2 separate regions of the Macaca mulatta genome follow, and region 2 is linked to region 1. Evidence: chromatin contacts called from public Hi-C data. All regions are on one chromosome and are shown on one strand. The core of a region is the stretch at or near the end of the contact, and the rest is flanking DNA. Distances in the headings are between cores, read along the strand shown. Region 1 holds the start of LOC144329390 (ZFP2 zinc finger protein). Region 2 holds the start of ZNF454 (zinc finger protein 454).

The links. A called contact is a pair of places that touch in the nucleus more often than the background predicts.
Region 2: a contact with region 1 is called in a Hi-C map of fetal cortex germinal zone, with 1.7 times the contacts expected there. The contact joins the promoter of ZNF454 here to the promoter of LOC144329390 in region 1. A contact is called at or near these places in 2 of 14 Hi-C or Micro-C datasets (cortical neurons and fetal cortex germinal zone).

The regions. Positions count from the first base shown.
Region 1 is chr6:187,804,422-187,807,434 of T2T-MMU8v2.0, reverse strand. LOC144329390 (ZFP2 zinc finger protein) reads right to left here and starts at 1,538. Exons shown (of 6, transcript XM_077937510.1): 1 at 1,464-1,538. All of the region lies in intron 8 of ZFP2 (ZFP2 zinc finger protein), which reads right to left.
Region 2 is chr6:187,849,195-187,852,207 of T2T-MMU8v2.0, reverse strand. ZNF454 (zinc finger protein 454) reads right to left here and starts at 1,628. Exons shown (of 6, transcript XR_013395037.1): 1 at 1,378-1,628; 2 at 48-184.

The DNA.
Region 1 (3,013 bases), core at 289-2,788:
AAGCTTATTTATGTATGAGACACAACATTAAAATACAAAATGCAAACTGCATGAAAATATTCATTAGTGTTCAAAATGCAAATGTAAACAATCCTATCTTTTGCACCTCTCAGAAGTTCAAGAGAATACTAACATTCACAGTTGGTGTGGGTAAATCTCGCACTCTTACACTGCAAGTGTTTGTATAAACTGGAACTTTTCTGGAGGGAATAAGACAGGAAGTATCAAAAGCCTTACTGTACCCTTGACCTAGAAATTTCACTTTAAGAGACTTTTTTTTTTTTTTTTTTTTTTGAGACGGAGTCTTGCTCTGTCGCACAGGCTGGAATGCAGTGGCCAGATCTCAGCACTTTAAGAGATTTATAGAATAAGACAAAATGCAAAGATGTATGCAGCCAGATGGCCTATATTGTTTATAATACTGGGGGGGGAAAAAAAAAAAACCCTAACACAAAAACCTAAGGAGAGGATTAAATACGAGGATCCATACTTTCCCTCACACTCATTAAAACGACGACGTATTTAAAATCTGGTATAAGTAGATGGCGTCAACATATTGAAATGCTTTTTTTTCAGGTGTATTCTCTATCTTCATTGGATGTTTAGGCCAGTAAAAAACTATGAGGCTTAAGATTTGTGCACTTCAAACCCCTTACCAAACGCATCTCATGACTCAATTCTAAAAGATAGATGGTGAAAAAGTTACTAATATTCATATTTGTTTAAAAACAAAGCGCAAAGTGTTTCTACGCTTATACACATATTCACGCTGCCATGCAGATTGATATATATTTTGAATGATTGTTTTAATCTGAATTTTCTAGTTGCGCTACAGTGAAATGGCTTAAGGGAAAAAAAAGATTCCGAGGTAGAAACCTGCACCACGTTGGCCTCCCAATTCTTATTGAGAGATGGGAGGTGAACCCACGCCAGCGCCCTCCAAATGAGAACCAGAGGGCGGGTCCCCAGACACGGTTTACACAAAGGGCAGATGCTGCGCAGGGAGACCCGGCCTGTCGCCCAGAATCCCCAGGATGTCTGCGGGGCAGGTTCGCTCCACGTTCGCAGCATCTGCCCTGTCCCAGGACAAAACTGCGCGCGGCTGGGGAAAGCCAAGGAGGAACCTGGCTCTGAGCGACTCCTGGAACCTTGGGCCCCTCCCTGACCCGTGGTGGCTGGTGTGGCCCTTGTTCGAGCCCCCATCCCCGCTGCTCCCGGGCTGTGATTCCTCCTTGGCGCCTGACCAGGACCGCGCTGGAGGTCGGCAGCCCGTGTGCTCCTGCCGCCAGCTCCTGGGGAAGGAGCGCACCGGGAGCTGGAGGCCGCGCCCCCGGCCCATCTGCGGCGGGCCCGCCCCTCAGCCCTCAGGAGGCAGGGGCCTCGCCCAGCAGTGCGGAGCTCCTCCTGCGGGGGCCTACGAGACTCAGGCTGGCGCACACCCCCGCCACCGGCCCTGCACTCACCCTCTCCCAGCAGGAGCGCAGGAGCGGGAGCAGTGGCGACCGACGCAGCCGCGCCCGGCGCTTACGGCCCGGAGCGCCGGACTACATTTCCCACAAGGCAGCGGGGCTGCAGCGCGAACAGGCCGTCGGAGTGCGCAGGCACGGGGGCCCAGAGGGCAAGGCTGTGCCAGTGGCCCACTGTGTGGCCGCTGCAGGTCATCGGTGTGTCCAGGCGGGACGCGGGGTTCCCAGGCGGCCCCTTACCCCGCCTAAAGAACTCTGTCTGGCCAGGTGTGGTGGCTCACGCCTGTAATCCCAGCACTTTGGTAGGTGGTGGATCACCTGAGGTCAGGAGTTCGAGACCAGCCTGACCAAAATGGAGAAACCTTGTTTTCACTAAATATGCTTTAAAAAAAAAAAAGAAAAGAAAAAAAAAGGCCGGGCATGGTGACGCATGCCTGTACTCCCAGCTACTTGGGAGACAGGCAGAATTGCTTGAACCCGGGAGGTGGAGGTTGCACTGAGCTGAGATTGTGCATTGCACTCCAGCCTGGGCAACAAGAGTGAAACTCTGTCTCAAAACAGACAAGCAAAAAATTAGCTGGGCACGGTGATGTGCACCTGTAATCCCAGCTACTCTGGAGGCTGAGGCAGGAGAATCGCTTGAACCCGGAAGGCAGAAGTTGCACTGAGCTGAGCTCGTGCCATTACACTCTAGCCTGGGTGACAGAGCAAGACTCCGTCTCAAAACAAAAAACAAAAAGAAAAGAAAAAGAGTCTCTCTTTGGAGTCTGTGGGCATCCACCCCATGGGGAGGGGAGGTGGCCTTGGCTAAGCCTCACTGTCCTCTGAAAGCATGGAACCCAGAGGTCCTCCTTACCAAGGAATAACGAAGAGATGAGGCTGCACAGTGCCGCACGTGTTGCGGGCCTCTCAGGAGTCACTACCACACCCCGTCCCCCAGCTCACTCACTGTCAGGCACTGCTCGGAGTGCTTCAGAATTATCAATGTACAGAATGTAGACAAAATCTCCATCAGTTAAATGTGTGGCCTATGTTTGGGTAATTTCAAATGGATCTGCCACTTTGGAACTTGGAGAAGTGCAGATCAACGTAGTAGCTTATATGGTAACACTTGGTTTTCTAAAGGTAGCTGCTAATTTCCTCTGCTTCTTTCACGGTGACAAAGACACTCTCCTTACCCAAACTTTAGGCCTCTAAGCCCCTCTTTTTAACCAGGCCTTGTCCTGGGCCTGCAAGTCCCTAGAATCCTGCTAGAGAGCCAATCCTCAATAGTTAGCCAAATTTCTCATCTGCCACCTTGAAGTCTTAAGTCCTTGACCTGCCTTTAGCGACAATCCCCATACCCCTGATGTCTGCTTTTAGACATTTTTCACCCACTGACTCCTCACTGTGCTTGTACGCTTTATAAATCCCAGGCTGGCTTTGCTGTAATCAGAGTTGAGCTCAGCTTTACTGAAGCTGCTTTCCTCCACTGCAATACTTAATAAAATCTGTTTTACTGTCTTTAATACCTTTTTCTTTCACAACTGTCTGAACTATTTCAAAAT
Region 2 (3,013 bases), core at 379-2,878, 45 kb before region 1:
CTCTTCAAATCCAGAAAGCAATTTAGGGGGAAGAGACCCCCACTCACCTGGTCCATGGTTGGCAGGTGGCTGACGGCCATTCTTTCTTCTCCGATGAGCCCTCTTAGGGACAGGCAAAGTGCTATGGAAGCAGGTGTGGAGCTTCACACCTGCAGAACTCCTCAGGCTAGAAGGGTCTACACACCTGCTGTTAGGAGAGGACTGGGTCAAAAGCTCTCATACAGCAGTCCAGAGTGAGGCAGAGAGCGTTCACATCCTGGGAGGACGCCAGGACCCCAGGCAGTGAGTGTTCTGGTTCCTGTTTGCTCCCCATTCTCTCTCCTACCATACACTGACTTTTCCTTGCAGAAAGCCTGTTCCAGGCCCAGATCTCATGCCTTCCACCCATCCTCTGGTCTTTCCCTTCAGCCTCACTGGGCGATCTCAAGAGAATTTTTTTTTTTGAGACAGAGTCTCGCTCTGTCACCTAGGCTGGAGAGCAATGGCATGATCTTGGCTCACTGCAAGCTCCGCCTTCCGGGTTCAAGCGATTCTCCTGCCCCAGTCTCCTGAGTAGCTGGGATTACACGCACCCGCCACCACGCCCGGTTAATTTTTATATTTTCAGTAGAGACCGGTATTTCACCATATTGGCCAGGCTGGTCTCGAACTGCTGACCTCAGGTGATCAGCTCGCCTCAGCCTCCCAAAGTGCTGGGATTACAGGCGTGAGCCACCGCACCCGGCCGAGAATTATCTCTTTAACAAGTTATTCGGCTCCAGAATCCACCAGGATGTACCCGAAAAGGTGGAAGCGATGGGCAGAGGCAACTGAGGGCAGAGTGTGGGTTCGATTGGATTGGAAGACCGCTCCGCTCTCCCTCGGCGGCTTTGGAACAGCTGCCTTATCTGGGAGTGACAGGAGAAGTGGAAAAGGAGGGTCGTCGTCTTCCTCCTCAAAAAGGAGGCTAAGAAGGCTGGCTCTTCACTGTTGCAGCCTTTCAGGCAAACCCTTCTCTGGCCTCAGGGTTCTCACTCTCTGGGGCCCAGTTTGGGTGGCCTGGAGTCACAGGTGGGCAGAAGCGGCGTTTGTGTGAGTTGGGGGAGGGGAGAGGGAAGGGTCAGGAGCCCTAATCACACACAACCCCCTCCCGCCGCTGCCGCTTCGCCGGGTCCCTCGGGGGCTGCTGCACCGGCCGCCTCCGGCCTCGGAACCACGCCAGGCGCGTATCTACCACCTGAGCGGAAACCCGGGGCTTCTCAGAGTCCGCTCCAAGACACAGGCCAGAGGCCCTGGCTCCATCTCCTCCACAGGCACTCACAGACTCGACCCCAAGCCCAGGATGACCACCCCTGGCCGTCCTCTCTCTCTCTGTTTGGGATCAAATCTCAGACATACATTCCGGGAAGTTTGGGGCATTGGATCAGCGTCCTGCAGAAGGGACCACAACCGCACCTCCTCGGCTTTGCCTCCGCCCTTCTCCCCAGACGACCTCACGACCGCTCCCGCTCTCCCTCTGCGGCTTTGACCACCGTGCCTGGTCACCCCCGTGTCGCCCTTCGAGGAGCCTCTGCCGGCGGCGAGAGATCGCAAGCGCCACATCGCAGTCGGAACACAATGAGCTGGAGTCTGCAGCCGGGAGCTGAACTGCGCTTGCGCGTTGCCCTGGGAACCGTTGGGCCGAATTCCCACAAGTCTCAGGGCTGCTGCGGTTCCGCCGGCCAGACTCCACTTCCCAGAGGGAGAATCGGCGGAGACCGTGCTGCCTTGCGCCTGCGGGAACAGGGCCCCGCCCCCCGGCTTCAGGCGCGGAAACTACCTTTCCCAGAGGCCCCTTCGCGCCGACCTCGGCGCGCTCATCAGAATCTAGAACCTGGTGGATTCTGGAGCTGAATGAACTTACGGAATCGGTTCCGTTCCGTTCGCTTTAGAACCAGGTCTCTGCCTTGCACGAAGGCCCAGGAAGATGCAGACGAGCGAAAAGCTGCAGATGGGACAAGGGAGGTTAGTCCAGGGGAGCGACGCCCGATCGCCGACGAGAGAGGACGGGGAAGGTCCGGAAGACGGAGTAGGAGGCGACCGGGCGCGTTCCTGACGGGGACCGCGCGGAAAAGGCCTGGAAGGCGGCAGGTTTGCGCCTTGGCCTGGCAAGCGCCCGACGCTTCCAGCCTGGCCCCGCGGGCGGGCCAGTGCGTGCTGGGGTGGAGACGCCACAGCCGTTAACGCGTGTGCGGTGCGGGGGGACAGGATGTCGGGCAGGGATGTCCCGCTTGGCACCTCAGGACAGAGCCCATGGTGGCCGGCGGCCCCTGGAATGTTCGGGACGCAGAACACTTCGTGCCTGAGGACTTCTCAGAGGTGGGGAAGAGGGAGAGGAAGGAGCCTGGATACCAGGAAGTCTGCATCCTGGACAGCTGGGTGGTATTTAGAAGGTGGTATTTATTTTTTTGACCATATTTTGCAGAGACTGGCAAGGATGAGATGATGCCTAAGAATATCCAACGGGAGATACTTGGTTGCTTTTGAATAGGTAATTTGCATGGCGCTCAGGAAGGAAAGATGAGAGGGTTTTAACTTTGTGGGTGGTGAAAAAAATCAGGAACGTGACCCGTTTGTCACATTCGGAATCGTTGGCCACGTTTTAGGAAGCAGTGTCAGTGACTACAGCATTCTGTTTGGAGTTTTATTGAAGATTTCATTCTATAGACATTTTGGAGCACTTATGTGTCAAGTGCTTGGCAAGGCCAGGGGCAGCCCCTGTAGCAGTTCCCAGGGACCCCGTAAAGCACCAGAGGGGATGTTGTGTGAGTATGGCTGGTAACCCTTCTCTCTCCCCTCCCTCGTGACTCCAGGTCACTCAAACTGGGCCCCGGAGAGTGAGAACCCAGAGTCCAGGGGCTGGAGAAATGGCTGTGAAACCCCTGCACTCATGGAGTTTTAATTGTACTAGAGGAGGGGTCAGACAAGTAGAAAATACTTATTGGATAGTGATAACACTACTGTTAGGGGTCAGGGTGTGATGGGACGGAGAATT